Linked DNA regions of Mus musculus: region 1 is linked to region 2. Evidence: chromatin contacts called from public HiChIP or PLAC-seq data. All regions are on one chromosome and are shown on one strand. The core of a region is the stretch at or near the end of the contact, and the rest is flanking DNA. Distances in the headings are between cores, read along the strand shown. Region 1 holds the start of Msi1 (musashi RNA-binding protein 1). Region 2 has its middle 20 kb from the start of Pop5.

Region 1 (7,649 bases), core at 4,048-6,547, 210 kb before region 2:
CACATGGTCCTAATTACCCCAGGAGCGCATGGCTAATCCAGGGCAATTCCCAGCCCCATCCTAACACTGAGGCACCTTCTGTCACCAAACTGCTTAATGGAATTAACCCAATTCTGACCATGCGCTGCCTGGTGTGGCTTCCTTCGGATACCTGCTCCATAATTACTTTCAGACCCTAGGCTGGATCCTTTCCAAGGATGCCCCCTCTCTTGTCTTCTAGAACTTGTTTCTCTCTCTCTCTCTCTCTCTCTCCCCCAGCAGGACCTGGCAGCCTTGATGGAATGCAGGGCTCACAGTCTCAGAGCACCTTGGTTGCCATCAAGGGAGAAACTAAGACCTCCAGGAAAAGGAACATCCAGGGTTTGGAATGATCTCAACACACAAACGTGGAGGTCCAGCCTCCTGGTACTGCTGTAACGGTGGCCTTTCTTCCAGTGCCCATAAGTCAACTGCTTAAAACCTAAGGTCTGGCCAGCTGCCACAATGCCTGGAATCAAATCTAAGGCCCTTGCCCCGCGTCACAAATCCTGATGCACGCTCTCTGCTCAGCCACTCGGAAATCTGCTCACACAGCCACAGAGCTTCAAGCGAAAACCCAACAGGTGAGAAGTTTGAAAGGCTCCCGCCTCCCTTCACCCTCTGGAAGCCCAACACGTCTCAAAACAGAGACAGGAGGATGGCCTAGAGTCAAGAGGCAAGCTCCCTCACCTAAGCCTGGGTCAAGCTCACTCTGGGTTTGCCCCCACCCCCAAGGCTTAGCATCCAGAGGCTGTGATCCAACAGGCCAGAATTACACTCTGGGTCTAAACTGTATTGGCATCATATACAGTACAACAAAGCAACTCCCTCAGCCATGTTATCCGCCGTCCACCCCAGCACATGGGTGTGAAGAGTAGTGTCTTAATTCTATGCAACAGACATCCTTTCTCCTTACCCCTGCCCATTCGAGACACACACCAAACAGATGCTCCAGGAACATCTGCCATAGAAGAGCTTGCTGAGAGAACCACTACCCCAACTTGCCCAGAATAAAGGAAATTTCCCAGCAACCCCCTTACCATCCCCATCACACACCTACCTTAGGCTGTGCTCTTCGAGGAAAGGCCACCTTGGGGTCAATCTGCGAGAAAAGGAACAGATTAGGAGTCTTGGGTACCATATATAGCCTTGGGTGGTCACACAACCTTCAGCTTCTTTCATCCCAGGGCACAGAGAAGTAAGAGGAACTACAATGGCTTTAGGTAGGACTATAGAGTGGTTAAAGCAAGTAGCAGGGTTCAAATCTCTCTCTCTCTCTCTCTCTCTCTCTCTCTCTCTCTCTCTCTCTCTCACACACACACACACACACACACACACACACACACACACACTGCTTTCTAGCTGTGAGACCCTGGACAAGTTAAGTCCTCAAAGCTTCAAGGTCAAGTTCACCTGCTAAATGGACAACTAATACCTCCCCCAAAGGTCCGTCTGCAGCTCTCTTCAGATCACGCTCACAGAGCATGGGGCGTGGCTGGTGTCTAGCCCACAGCAAAAACCCCCAAAACTGTGTGAGCTAAAGCCTGGTTTCACCAAGTATCAGATACACCGAAGGTTTCGCTAAACAGACTCCACAAGGGTGTCAGCGTCGGTGCCTTACCTGCCTAAGTGGCTCGTGTTACTCTGACTTTGCAAAACAAGACTTTTGCCAGACTATCTAGCCTTTGCCTGAAAAGGATGTGAAGGTCAGAGTCTGGACCCACCAGGAATAGGCTCAGTACTGTCTCCCTACTTCCTCCAGCTGCTGACAGCCCTCCTTAGGAGCTGAAAGCGAATGGCTCCTATTGGAGAGCGAGGCTCCAGGTGAGGCTGAGTGTAGTCTTTCTTGGTGTGAGAGAGAATGGGACTTAAGAAATGGGCTACAGGGCAAGGTTATTAATCCTCGTAGACCTCTCTAAGCCTCAGTCCACGCATCTGCAGAGTGGGGACAATCACACCCACTCCTCCGGAGGGCAGCTGCGGGGGATTCAAATGAGATAAAGGTTGAAAGCGGCCCTTTGTCAATGTCCCTCCGCTGCACAAACAAAGGTGCCATTACCAGGTTACCTTTGCCCTTGACGAAACCAGGACACACCTGGGTACCATGCCTAGGTGCTCTAGCCCTGCTGACAGACAGTAAGAAACAGAACACCAGGTACTCTGCGACCGAGACAGGACCCGTGAGGCCTGGTCGTGACAATTCTTGCTGTTCACACGGATGGACATCGTTTAGAAGTTACCAGCCAATCACAGGCGAGATCTATCTTTTTCCTGAAGTTCCTTCTGTTCAAAACTCAGGATTCTAGACAACTGGCCCCAGCCTCCCTCTGCCCACATGGCATGAACCAGGAAGCCACCTTCTGCCAGCTCCCCTCCGGAATCTGCCCAGAGACGGATCTCCAAAGCCCGCACTAGGGCAATGTCCCTCCTATAGCCGGGTCCTGTGATCTCTAGGGGAAACCAAACCCACCCAACTGTTCATCTGAGGTTGTGATTTCATACAACCTCACCCTCCTTCTTCCAGAAGCAGCCACCTACCTCCAACAGCCCCCTGAACAGACCCTGATGGAGAGACGGCCACACTCCCCCAGACTCACACACAGAAAATCTCCAACACACACACACACACCACACACACACACACCCTCCACTCTGACTCACAGCTGGCAACATAAATAAGGCCCAACAAGTAAATAAAAGGTGAAATTCAGATCCCAAAATAGACTCTTTCCCGCCCCCTTTCCCCAGCCCAGAGATGCTAAACACAGACAAAGCCCTTTCGGTTGGCAGTCTCCATATCTTAAGGATGTCCCCCTCAGCATCCTCCCCCCTCCAACCCCCTTATCAATCTTGGACGCCTCCAGCTCCCCACCACCACCCCAGCACTCAGCTTCCTGAGAGCAGCAGAAGCCATCGGTGCATTCTGAGGACAGGGGACGGTAGGAAAACAGGCAGCTTGACGGTAGATAATCGTCAAAAACAATAGGCCACTGTCTCTTCTCTCCCCAGCCTGGGTCACTTGGGCTGAGCCAGGAAGAGCCTTTCAGAACAGGCAAAGTCGAGGCCTGGCTTCATTTGCTCATTACTGTGTGCGGGAGTGGGAGCCACTGGGCAGAGATAACAGGAGCTGGGGACAGACGGTAATTTAACAAATTCTTGGGGCACAACCAGCCATTGTTGCAGGTAAACAGGAGCTAGTAACTGGCCCAAGCAGGGAGGCCCAGGGCTGGGGAAGAAAGAATGGGGGAGTGTGGAGAGAGGTCACATTGTCCCGGTCCTCCCCACCCTTGGCAGACAGACACCCCCCATCATCAAGTGAGCCTCTTCCTCTGCTTTTCTCCTTTGCCTTCTGGAACCCCTGAGCTGGCCTCCGCCAGCGCCCCCTGCAGGGTCCAAGACACTGGGAACACTGGGAAAGAAGCAAAATGTTCCAGGAGTTTGAATACCAAACAGGCAGGGTCTCCTAAGATCTGGTCGACAGAGCACTTTTTTTCCCCCTATTTCCAATTTCCTTGCAAGCTAGCTCCCTGTTCATAAATACCCTGTAAGGATAAAGAAGGTTCGTGTCTTCTACAAAAGCAAGGAGCTCACTGACCAAAGTCCGGGAAGGAGAAGGGGGGGGGGGAGCGGGAGGGCTCTGTGATGCTTTGCCATTGGTCTGGAATGGAAAAGGGGGTGTCACAGAGTCAAATAGTAGTTAGATTTCAGAGAAGCCACCGTGGGTAACTGTAGCCCTGACTCATTCAATCTGGGGGTAGGATAGGGGCCCGGCTCCACCCCAAAGCCAGAAGTACCAAGATTAGTACTCACAGAGAAAGAGTAGTAGTTGCTGCGTCCCTCACCAACACTGGAGGTGGGGCGTGTGGCATCTTATCCCAGGCCTGAGATTTTTTTTTTTCCTTTCCTCCCTCTGTCCCTAACTCCACTGACAAACTTTCAGGGCATGACAGCTTTCTCACTCTGCAAACTCCATGCAACTGTCCCCACGAGAGAGAGTTCCCGGATCGCTCTCCTCCGGCAGCCTCCCTCTCCCAAAGGACCCCCGAAACCCCGAGGGTCACTCACTGTTTTGGAGTCGAGCTCGTGCCGCGATTGCGCCAGCACTTTATCCACCCCCGCCTGGTCCATGAAAGTGACGAAGCCGAAACCCCTGCGCCGGTAGTGAGGGAGAGGCAGATGGTTACAAGGACAGCGAGTGGCCTCGGCGGGAGGGGCGAGCGCGGTGGCAGGAGAGGTCTCCGGGACTCACCTGGATCTTTTGGTCAGGGGGTCCCGCATCACCAGACACTCTTTCACCTCCCCGAACTGGCCGAAGTATTCGCGCAGCCCTTCTGTAACCACACACTCGCCTTCGGACCAGCCCAGGCCCGGAGCCCTTCCCCCTCCTCCCCCGTCCTTTGCCCCTGGTGACCCCGGCGCGGCCCCGCCGCCCCCGCGCCGAGCTGCCCGCGCGCACTCTCCGCGGCCGGCCCCCCCACCCCTGCCCTCGCCGGGGATTGGGGAGGGGGGTCCCGCAGAGCCTTCCTGGCGCCCACCGGGGCCTCGGCAAGGCAAGGGCCGGGGCCGGGCTGGAGTAGGGGACCGCTCAGGTTGGGTTCCCGCCGCTCCGGGAGCAGCCTCAACAAAAGTTTGAGCCGCAGGTGCGAGCGGAGTTGGAGCTGCCGCTGGCGGGTCCCGGGGGCCCAGCCCGCCCCCCCCGATGCCCCCTCAACCCGCCCCCCACCCCCCACAACTGCTCCCCAACCCGCGCCGGGCCGTGCGCGCTCGCCGAGCGTGCTGCGCTCTCGGGGTCCCCGGGGCGGGGCGCGGAAGAGGGCACGAGGGCGCCCGGGGTCAGCGGGGCGCGGGGCCGGGCAGGGGCGTCCGGGCTTGGGGTGCCGCAAGGGGTGCAGGGTGGCGGTGCGGGGGCCGGCGGGCGATCCCTGGGCTGGCTCACCCTGCGTGGTCTGCCAACTGAGTCCTCCGATGAACATCTTGCTGCGGGAGGAGCAGAGACACAAAGGGCCCGCGTGAGCGCCGGGCGCCAGGGAGCAGGGGGCGCGGGCCCGAGCCCCGGGGAGGCCCCGGCCCGACCCGGATCGGCCATGTTGGCGGGGCCGGGGCGGACGCGGGCTGGGCAGGCTGGGCCGGGCCGGGCCGGACCGTACCAGGGGTCGTGCGGCGAGTCCGGGGAGGCGAGGCCGGGCTGGGGCGCGTCAGTCTCCATCGGGAGCCGCGGGCGGCGCGGGCAGCGGAGCGGCGGCGGCGGCGGCGGCGGCGGCGCTCGGCGCGGGGCAGATGAGGAGCGCGGCGAAGGGGGCCGGACGGACAGGCCATGCTGCCCCCTCCCCCGACCCCGCTCGGGCGGGCGGGCGGGGACGGCCAAGGGGAGGGCCCGCCGGGGGCCGACCTGCCGGCTCCTCCCCCCGCCGCCCTGCGCGCATAAAGCCCGGCGCGCGCCCGGGCGCCCGCGGAGGCGGCGGCGCTGGGACCCCCCTCCCCACTTCCCTCGGGGTTCCTGTGTGTCCGGGGGGTGAGCGAGCTCCCCTGATTCCTGGTGCGGGCTCGGGCCTGGGGCGCGGCCGCACCCCTCACCCACAGCGGCGCGGGGGCCCAGCCGTGGGGAACGCCCTCCCGGGATGAAGCGCTTCCCGGTGCGTTCAAGGTAGCTCGGCTTCGGATGGGGGAACCCTCCCTAGTCCTTCCTCCCTGGTCCTCGCTATTGAGAATTTAGAAGGTGCCCCCAATCTTCCTGGGTCGGGTTGGAGATAGCTCAGTGCCCCCCAACACCTTCCAACTGGTAAGAAACCTCTCCCAGTCCGAGCGAGGAGTTGCCCTTGGAGACCCCCAGTTTCTCCTGAACCTAATTTAGACTGCCTTGACGACAGTCTCCAGTCCATTCCTAGTTTCCCACGTCCAATTTGGGGAGCCCTCGTAGTGCCTTGCGTCCCGAGTGGGGAGCATTTATCAGCAACACTAGTAGAATCTTTCCCAGTTTTGTTTGCCCCTCCTCGGCCCTTGCTGTCCAAATTAAGTGTGCCTTGTAACTCCCCTAAACCCCTTTTCTCCACACCTGGGACCCCTATGGTCAGCTGAGAGAATGCCCAGCCTCGAGCCAGGTTTCCCAAGTTGTCACCTCCCCGGCCTTCTGTGGGCACCTCCTCCTGTCTCACTTCCAGCCCCTTTCGGACTGTCTGGAGTGGGGGGAAACTGATTCCAAACACTTGCCCGCTGGCAGGGTCCCCAATGAAGTGGAGAGAGAAGTCGGTGTCTCGGAGATTCCAGGCTGTGCACCCTCCAAGTGACTCCCTTTCATCTGGGGTCCTAGCTCCCTTCCATTTGATTTGGAAGAACCTGGGCTGACTCTCCACCAGGTTTAGAGTTAACTTCCCTTGTAAATAATTTCCTTCTATGAAGCCAAACTCCTGTCTTCTTCCCTCTAACTCCTGGCTCTTTAGCATCACCTCCTAGTACTTGAACCCCATGTCTCTTCATTCACCCCCATAAACTCCTTCTCTCCAGCCTGGGAAGACCAAGAAAGTCCCTTATATATGACAAGAGGCAGATTCACCCTCCTCCCTCAAGACCAAGGGATGTCTTCACTTCCCTGGTTGAAACCACGATAGAAATGGTCCAAACAGGAGGCTAAGGTGCCTTTACAAGCCCCACCCTACCACTTTACCCCACCCCCACCCCGCATCCCTATCTCCTCCCTTCCTTACATCCACCCAGGTTGACTCAGTAGCCACCTGTGTGCAGGACCAATCCTGCACTCTTTCTCCTTTGTGATAATGTGTGCCCCTGGTCCTGGCACCCCAACCTAGAGGTGCTTTCCTGTTCCTCCTAGCACGCACCCCTCCCCCCAGCCATCACACCCCAGAGAGAGAGTGAGCCCCTTTTAAGTTTCCTTAGGAACCTTGTGGGAAAGCTCAGCAGGTATATCCGGCCATCGGGTACAAACAAATTTGCCATTTCCCTATTTGTCTCCTCCTACTCTCCCAGGTTCTCAGTGTCCCCTAGATTGGGAGGTGGGGACCATCCTATACTTAACCACCTTGATCTAAGCTGGAACTTGAGGTGTGTCGTGTGTGTGTGTGTGTGTGTGTGTGTGTGTGTGTGTGTGTGTGTGTGTGAGAGAGAGAGAGAGAGAGAGAGAGAGAGAGAGAGAGAGAGGTCAGCAGGTAACCACTCCCTGTGCCCAGTGTTAGTGACCTGATTCTTCCTAGAACTTCTGGTTCTTTGTGTATAAAATGTTCTGAGACATGCTGGGAAGGGAAGGGCAGATCTGTGTGTGAGTGCGTGTGAACACTGGCTTGTGTGCTTATGTTTTTGGCAGGTGGCTCAGAGGCTGGCAGATAGTAGGCATGGTTTGTTCAGGGCCAGCCAAGACTGTAAGCAGTCACTTAAGATAGCATCCTCTATTGGTATCTTCAGTACCCTGGAGCAGAAAGCCTGTACCTCCTTGTATCAATAACTAGCTTGTAGCACCGAGGTACTGAGTGACTCCAGTCCACTCCCATAGCAGGTTTGTTGTTACCTAGCTGGTTCAGTTGGCTCTGCTCACAAGGGACAACAAATCCTTGTCAGGGTGGCCCTCCTGGGACAATGCATGATCCTCAGAGTAAATTGAGGATCTGGGCAGTATTGGGGGG
Region 2 (7,688 bases), core at 2,949-5,448:
CAGGAGTAACGAGGCTGGGTGTTGTGATGCATGAGGTTATAAGTGGTTATGAGTGGTCACATGGCAACTTGTGTTCTAACAACTGAGTGACATTGGCTGTTCTGGAGTCTAGTGGCTTTTCCTGGGGCTGGGCATGTGCCCTCAGGACCTGATGTTGGCTTCTACAGAAAGATCCATCAGAGATCAAGTCCCTGGGCTTATCTCAAAGCCTCTAGACTGTCACTTTCATATGTCCTAGGGGTTTGGGGGAGCCCTGATCAGCAAGGAAGGTGTAGCACTTGGGCGTGAAGACCAAGAGGCAGGACCTGCCTAAGACCTGCTTTGAACAACTGAGGACCTTATGAACAATGGGACGTCTACTGTAGTTCCAGCTAGCTGGGAGGCTGAAGAAGGAAGATTGCTTGATCCTTAGAGCTTAGATCAAGCTGAGCAATATCCCATCTCAAAAGCAAGGACTGGGCATGGTAATGCACACTTTTAATCTCAGTGCTTGGGAGGCAGAAGCAGGTGAATCTATGTGAGTCTGAGGCTAGCCTGGTCTACAGAGTGAGTTCCAGGACAGCCAGGGCTACACAGAGAAACCCTGTCTCTACAATCAAACAGTTTTACAGCCATGGCCACTGGGCTGACCTGATGGTGATTCTTCAGCAAGGATCCCTCTTTCATGTTGACTTTGGATTGTGTTGACAATAAAACTGACCAGAGGGAGCTGGAAAGGTGGCTCAGGGGTTAGAGCACATGACCCAGGTTCAATTCCCAGCACCCACATGGTGGCTCACAACTACCCATAACTCCAGTTCCAAGGGATCTGATGCCCTCTTCTGGCCTCTCTGGGCTCCTACACATATACACACTCAGGTGGGCACACCCACAAAGTTAAGTTTTGTTTTTTGTTTTGAAGAATGAAGCTATGAAATTCATGTATAAGCTTTTTGCATAAGTACACATCTCAGTTCTCTCGGGTAAACAGCGAGGAAAGAGAATTATGAGCAGAGATTGGTGCGTGCTCAGCTATATAAGGAGCAGCCAGCCTTCTCGACAGAACTGCCGATTCACGCTCCACGCCCTCACTGATACTGTCTGTTTAGATGGCTTGCTCAACTGAGAAATCCACCCTAACACATCTGCAAGGGTGTCTTAAGTTTCAATTTTAATTTGTACTTCCCTGCTAGCTAAAGATAACGGTGTCTTTTCTGAATGCGTCTGTTCAATCATTTTGCCTACTTAAAAAAAAATAAAAATAAGATTGGTGGCGCTGGAGGGGTGGCTCCGTGGTTAGAGCACCGGCTGCTCCTCCAGAGGACCTGGGTTCAATTCCTGGCACCCACATGGTAGAGCCCAGCTGTCCGGTAATTCCAGTTCCAGGTGATGTGACACCCTCTTCTGGTGTCCTAAAATACCAGGCATGCATGTGGTGCACATACATATATATGTGCAGGCACTCCTATACCTAACATAATAAATAAAAATGGGTTATTGTCCTGTGTGTGCACACACCACAAAGGAGGGGTAATTGGGAGGGGTAGAGAACAATTTTATGGAGTGAGTTTTTTTCCTTCCATTTTTACGTAGATAGGTTCCAGGAGTTGAACTTAGGGGGCTGAGCTCATGTGGCAAGTGCCTTTACCCTTTGAGCAACTTACAGGCACTGCCTGATGGGATGGGTTTTGTGTGTGTGTGTGTGTGTGTGGTGTGTGTGTATGTGTGTGTGTGTGTGTGTGTGTGTATGTGTTTGAGATGGGGTTTCTCTACATGACCCTGGCTGTCCTGGAACTCACTCCATAGACCAGGATGGGCTTCAACTCAGTAATCCCCCTGCCTCTACCTCCCAAATGTTGGGATTAAAAGTGCATAGGACTGCTACTGCCACTACCAGTTGCCATAACAAGAGTTCTTAATTCAACTGGGCGGTGGTGGCATACGTCTTTAATCCCAGCACTTGGGAGGTAGAGGCAGGTAGATTTCTGAGTTCGAAGCCAGCCTGGTCTACAGAGTGAGTTCCAGGCAGCCAGGGCTACAGAGAAACCCTGTCTCGAAAAACAAGCAAACCAAAAATACAGATTAGTAGAAAGTATTCATTATATGTATAGATACGTATGAATACACATGCATGCCAGCATATACTTAGAATTAAGAACTCCTTTGTTTGTTTGTTTGTTTGTTTGTTTGTTTTGAGACAGGGGGTTTCTCTGTATAGCCCTGGCTGTCCTGGAACTCAGTCTGTAGACCAGGCTGGCCTTGAACTCAGAAATCCGCCTGCCTCTGCCTCCCAAGTGCTGGATAAAAGGCGTGTGCCACCACCCCCGGGCATGTATTTTCTTTTTAAAAAGACTGACTTTTAGTGTTAAATTTATGTGTGTGTACGTGTGTGTGTGTGTGTGTGTGTGTGTGTGTGTGTGTGTGTGTGGTGTTTGTGTGCGTGCACGCACATGTGAATTCAGATGCCTGTGGAGCCCAGAGATGATGTGTTCCTGGGGACTGGAGGTACAGTAGTGAGCTACCTGGGGTTGGTGCTGGGAACTGAACTCAGGTCCTCTGTGAGAGCAGCATGTACAATTAACTGCTACAGTCTCTCCAGCCCTAATCTTCGCCTCCCCTCCCCCTCCTTGAGACAGAGTCTCACTATATAGTAGGGCTGGCTTTGAACTCCTGATCCTTCTGCCTTAGTCTTCCAAGTGCTGGGATTGCAGGCATGTGCCACTACACCTGGTAAAAACATGCTTTTGAGGTTCGTCTGCATTTTACCGTCTATAGGCATCCATTCCTTCTTATCCCTGAATACGACTTGATCACTGTATGGGTGTGCCTGAAGATATTTACCCTCTGTGTAGGCATTCTACGTTGTTGGTAGGATCTGGTGGTTTTAATTTGTGCTTTGACGTCGAGACATTTGAGCATCTTTGCATTTTTATTATTGGCCACTTGCGTATTTTCTTTTGTGAGAATTACTTTGCTTTTATTAAAATTCTTAACTGACTGTTTGACATCCTCACTTATCTAATGTGTGTCAATTCTAGCTACTCGGTACTGCCCCCTCCCACTACTTCAGAATACCCAATACAGCCCCTTTCCAACCCAACTTTACATCTGGATCTAGCCTGCCTTCCTTCCTTCCTTTTTTCCTTCCTTCCTTCCTTCTCCCCTTTTTTATAACCACCGGTCCAATTTATTTGCCACCGCCCCGTGTTGTACTGGTGATCGAACCCAGGCCTTGCCAAATAATCTTGTAAGCATGTGTTGGAAGCTCTCCTCTGACCCCCAGATACAGCCGTAAGCACGACTCTGCGTGGGGTCCCCATGCGCCAAGTGCTTCTTTGGCTCTAGAAGGAGAGCAGGCCTAGTGTATTCTTAGAAAAACAATTGGGGCTTTGTCCACCTCCGGATTCCTGCTCAAGCCCGGGTCTTGGGAGACCCTGGCTCATTATCTCTGGAACCTCAGTGTCAGTTGAATAGATGGGGCTCAATCTGGGAGGGCTTTGCGGAAGAAGCGGCTTCTGTGTGGAGCAGCTCCTGGTGCTCGCTCTATCCTGTAGGATAGTCCGGGTTTGCCATCTCAAGCGTATAAGCATGTTGACACCCTCTGACTCTGCTCAGCAGCCAAATGGGTGGGGGTGACGAGGACAAGCCTGGTGGGAGGGGGGACGAGGAGAGTTTGAACTTGAACCCCGACCCGCACACAAATACCTTCTGCCCCTCAGAGCCTGGCTATGGATTGGGGCTCGGTCTTTCTATTCCCTTTGCCCTTTGCCCGGCTCCTCTCTTTCTTGAGGACATCTGTATGGGATAGTGATGGGATGACAGAGAAGCTAGCCCAGCCTGGGCTTACTTGGGATCACTAGATAGCATGCAAAAGATGCTCCCGCAGGGAGCAACCCTGCAAACCCCCTGAGCCCCCCCCCCTCCACCCTCCGCGCCCCTGTAGTTGGGACTGAGCCGGAATCTGTGGGGAAAGGAGCGGGATTTCGGCTAAATATAAACCAGGCTGTTCCAGAATCCAAATAGAACAAAGGAGCAGGGTGCTAAGTTGATTTTTATAAATAAAGAGAGAGGGAGTGAGAGAATATTTTTTCGAGATGTTTAATAAAATCGCCTTGTGAAGAGTCAGGAAAATCACTGGGCTGCGGTGGGAGGGTTCGGAGGAAGACAGGAGGGAGGAGAGAGTGGGGGATGGGGCTTCCTGGCTGCTGGGATCGGTCCCTTTCCTGCCATCCGGGAATGGTGGTGGTGAAGACTGGGCGGAGAGGTAAGGGGAGAGCCAGGAGGGTCCCCGAAGGAGGAGAGCAGGGAGCGTTGCCAGACCTAACGGTTACTGTATCCTGAGCGTCGGCTGGATGCTCTCTGCTTGGTCCCCTGCCGCATCCGGAGCTGTGTGCTGTAACCCCGGCCATGCTCTGACTTCGCCTCTTCCCTCTCTGCTCTTGGCAGCGCGGCTCCCTGCACCAAACTCACTCAGCCAGGACTCAGAATAAATGGCACTTTCTCTTTTGTTGTTTTTTTGGTTTTGTTTTTTTTTGTTTGTTTGTTTGTTTGTTTTTTGGGTTTTGGGTTTTTTTGTTGTTGTTGTTGTTGTTGTTGTTTTTGTTTTTGTTTTTTTTTTTGAGCAAAAGCCTCTCTCTATGTAGCCCTGGCTATCCTAGAACTCGCCATAAAGACCAGGCTGGCCTCAAATCCACAGAGATCCAGCCACTTCTGCCTCAGTATCTTCTGCCTCAGTATGCCGGGATTGAAGGTGTACACCACCATGCCCTGCCTGGAATGTCACTTTCTTTCTGATCACCCTATTCAAAAAGAAACCACCTCTCTCCTCTGAAGTGTGGATCACATTCCCTTGTTCCGTGACTTTTGGTTAACCCTTCGGAAATTACTTGCTTGCTTACTATGTCTGTGCACACCCCACAACCCCCCCACCAAAATAAAAGTTCCCCAAAGACAGAGGCTGTAGTCACCTACTACATAGTGCTGGGTCCTGTGGAACATAAGAGAGATTACTTAGTATTTAGAGAGACCAAGGGTCTAGCCCAAGGTCACACAGGAAATGACAGATCCAGGTAAGAACCCAAGTTTGTCAGGCAACCTGAATGCATGGCCTGTCATACCATGGGAGGAATTTTAAGGGGCTCCATGAGCAACCCTGGAACAGCAAAGGGTGTAGGGACCAGGGAGGCCAAAATCTTACCTAAACATTTCTCCTTAAATAATATACACGGGGCAGGCTGGGTGGCACACAACCTTAATCCCAGCACTCAGGAGTCAGAAGCAGGCAGATCTCTGTGAGTTGGAGGCCAGCCTGGTCTACACAGGGAGTTCCAGGACAGCCAGGGCTGCATAGAGAGACACTCTGTCTAGAAAGAAAGAAAGAAAGAAAGAAAGAAAGAAAGAAAGAAAGAAAGAAAGAAAGAAAGAAAGAAAGAGAAAGAAAAAGAGAGAAAGAAAGAAAGAAAGAAAGAAAGAAAGAAAGAAAGAAAGAAAGAAAGAGGAAGAAGGAAGGAAGGAAAAAAGAGAAAAAAGGGAAGAAAAAGAAAGGAAGAAGAAAGAGAAAGAAAGAAGGAAAGAAAGAAAAAGAAAGAAGGAAGGGAAGGAAGGAAGTAAGGAAGGAAGGAAGGAAGGAAGAAAGAAAGAAAGAAAGAAAGAAAGAAAGAAAGAAAGAAAGGAAGGAAGAAAGAAAGAAGAGAGAGAGAACAAACATGCATGATCAAGAGGGGGCTCGGCAGGTAAAGCCACTGCTACCACATCTAAGGATCTGAGGCAGGTCCTTGGGACGCCACGCGTGGAGAGAACACACTCCTGCCAGCTGTCCTCTGACCTCCATGTGCACCCTGGGCACGCACACCCCACTCTCATGAATAATGAACACAGTTTAATAAGAGGAAGACAGCAGTGCACCAGATAGAGAGATGGGGGCTGGAGAGATGGTGAATCAGCTTCCAGAGCTTCTGCAGAAGGCTCCAGTTCGGTTCCCAGCACCCACCCGGCACCTCAGGACCCCAGTTCCAGGGGAATGACGCTGCCACCCCTGGCCTCTGAGGGCATCTGCGTTCACCTAGACATGCACAGACACACTTGTACACATCATAAACATAAACCTAAAAATGTAAAGAAACGATAAGCTTTTTTTTTTTTTTTTTTTTTGATTTGAGACAAGGTCTCACCATGTGCCTTAAACTCCAGATTCTGTCTGCTAAGCACTGGGATTAAAGGCGTGAGGTAGTGTGCCTGAATTAGTCATCTTTATGAGCAGGCTGGGGGTGTAGCTCAGTTGGTAAAGTGCTTGCCTGCCTATCAAGTTTCTATCCCCGTTACCACACAAGCCCAGCAAGGCTGCACACACCCATCATTCCTGTCCCCGGGGATCTGGATGGTGGAGGCAGGAGGATCAGAGGTTGTAAGTCATCCTCATCTGTGTAGTGAGTTCAAGGCCAGCCTGGGCTACATGAGATCCTGTTTAAAAATAAAACAAGAAAACCTGATCTTGGGGGGCTAGGTGGGGGCGGGTTGTGTTGCCAGGCATAGGAGGGTAGCAGGTAGTATCTCCCCCCAGGAGCTAACTAGACAAGCAGAAAACACCGGCTCCCTGTGTGCTCGATTCTTTTGCTTCCACACACAGCATCTGCTTTTGTCCTTGGGCCTCTGGCAAAATGACAGTCTTTCTGCCGAAGACAGATTCTACCATATGGGGTACAGTGTGGCCTTGGACAAGCCACATGGTTCTCTCCCGGACTGTGTTTCCGGGGTTCCTGTTTATGACGGATGGTGAAACTCATTTGCAAAGGCTGGAGACATTAGAGGTCAGGATTTCAGGCTTCAAGGTCACGGCAGGTGTGGTCAGACCAAGGGAAGCCATTCTTCTTGTCATTCTGGATTATAGGACAGTGGAGCGTTGAGCACAGGGGCTGTAGCTGCCATAGTTAGAGCTGGGCACTGGATTCTGACTCTTCATACAATTCCTTAGAGTAGGTAAGGTTACCATCAGCACCACCACCACCACCACCACCATCATCATCATCTCCATTTTATGAATGAGGCTCTCATGAGTGAAGGTAATAGGGTCACAGGAATTGGCAGAGCTTGGGCTTCTGGGATGGCTCAGCCACCAAAGGTGTTTACCACCAAGCCTGAGGGCCTGGGGTTGATCCATGAACATACATGGTAGAAGGAGAGAATTGACTCCTGAAAACTATCCTCTTACCTGTACACGTGCTCTGTGATGTGAGTGTATGCACACGCATACACACACACACACACACACACAGAGATACACACACAGACACACCCACAGACTTAGACACAGACACATACATGCATGTGCATGCAGACACACACACACACAGAGGCATACACAATAGATTAGATAACACACACTCACAGACACATAGGCACACACACATAGATTAGATACACACAGACATACACACACACACAGACACACATAGACTTAGATACTGATACACAGGCACACAGACACACACACATAGATTAGATACACACACACACACACACACACACACACACACACACACACACATCAAAGAGTTGGGCCTGACACCCAGGTAGGACCAGCTATAGAATCTGAGTTGAAACATTATATAACCCGGTGCCTCTGATCTAATGAGACAGTGGGCTTCCTGGCGCTCCAAAAGATGGGACCTGGCAGGAGGGGAGGGGTCATAGAAGCAGAGTCCCTGGCTTAG

The links. HiChIP or PLAC-seq counts read pairs in DNA pulled down with a chosen protein or histone mark.
Region 1: a contact with region 2 is called in an H3K27ac HiChIP or PLAC-seq map of embryonic brain, with 2.5 times the contacts expected there. The contact joins the promoter of Msi1 here to the enhancer-like site in region 2. A contact is called at or near these places in 2 of 39 promoter capture datasets (hematopoietic stem and progenitor cells and liver), 3 of 484 Hi-C or Micro-C datasets (the G1E-ER4 cell line, bone marrow-derived macrophages and erythroblasts), 3 of 115 datasets of contacts at active chromatin or transcription factors (embryonic brain, embryonic stem cells and fetal liver) and 3 of 9 other capture datasets (adipose tissue, liver and pancreatic islet).

What each region holds. Positions count from the first base shown.
Region 1 is chr5:115,427,323-115,434,971 of GRCm38.p6, reverse strand. Msi1 (musashi RNA-binding protein 1) reads right to left here and starts at 5,297. Exons shown (of 15, transcript NM_008629.2): 1 at 5,166-5,297; 2 at 4,955-4,995; 3 at 4,268-4,349; 4 at 4,084-4,168; 5 at 1,079-1,120. The coding sequence starts at 5,224. A930005G22Rik (RIKEN cDNA A930005G22 gene) reads left to right here and starts at 5,468. Exons shown (of 2, transcript NR_168295.1): 1 at 5,468-5,662.
Region 2 is chr5:115,211,646-115,219,333 of GRCm38.p6, reverse strand. No RefSeq gene overlaps it. Among named protein-coding and RNA genes, the nearest start is that of Pop5, 20 kb to the left of the region's middle. Within about 2 kb of position 4,198, at least 74 of the 459 cell types and tissues checked have an H3K27ac peak or open chromatin away from gene starts, as enhancers often do. A contact at or near this core is called in embryonic brain, where this site is marked.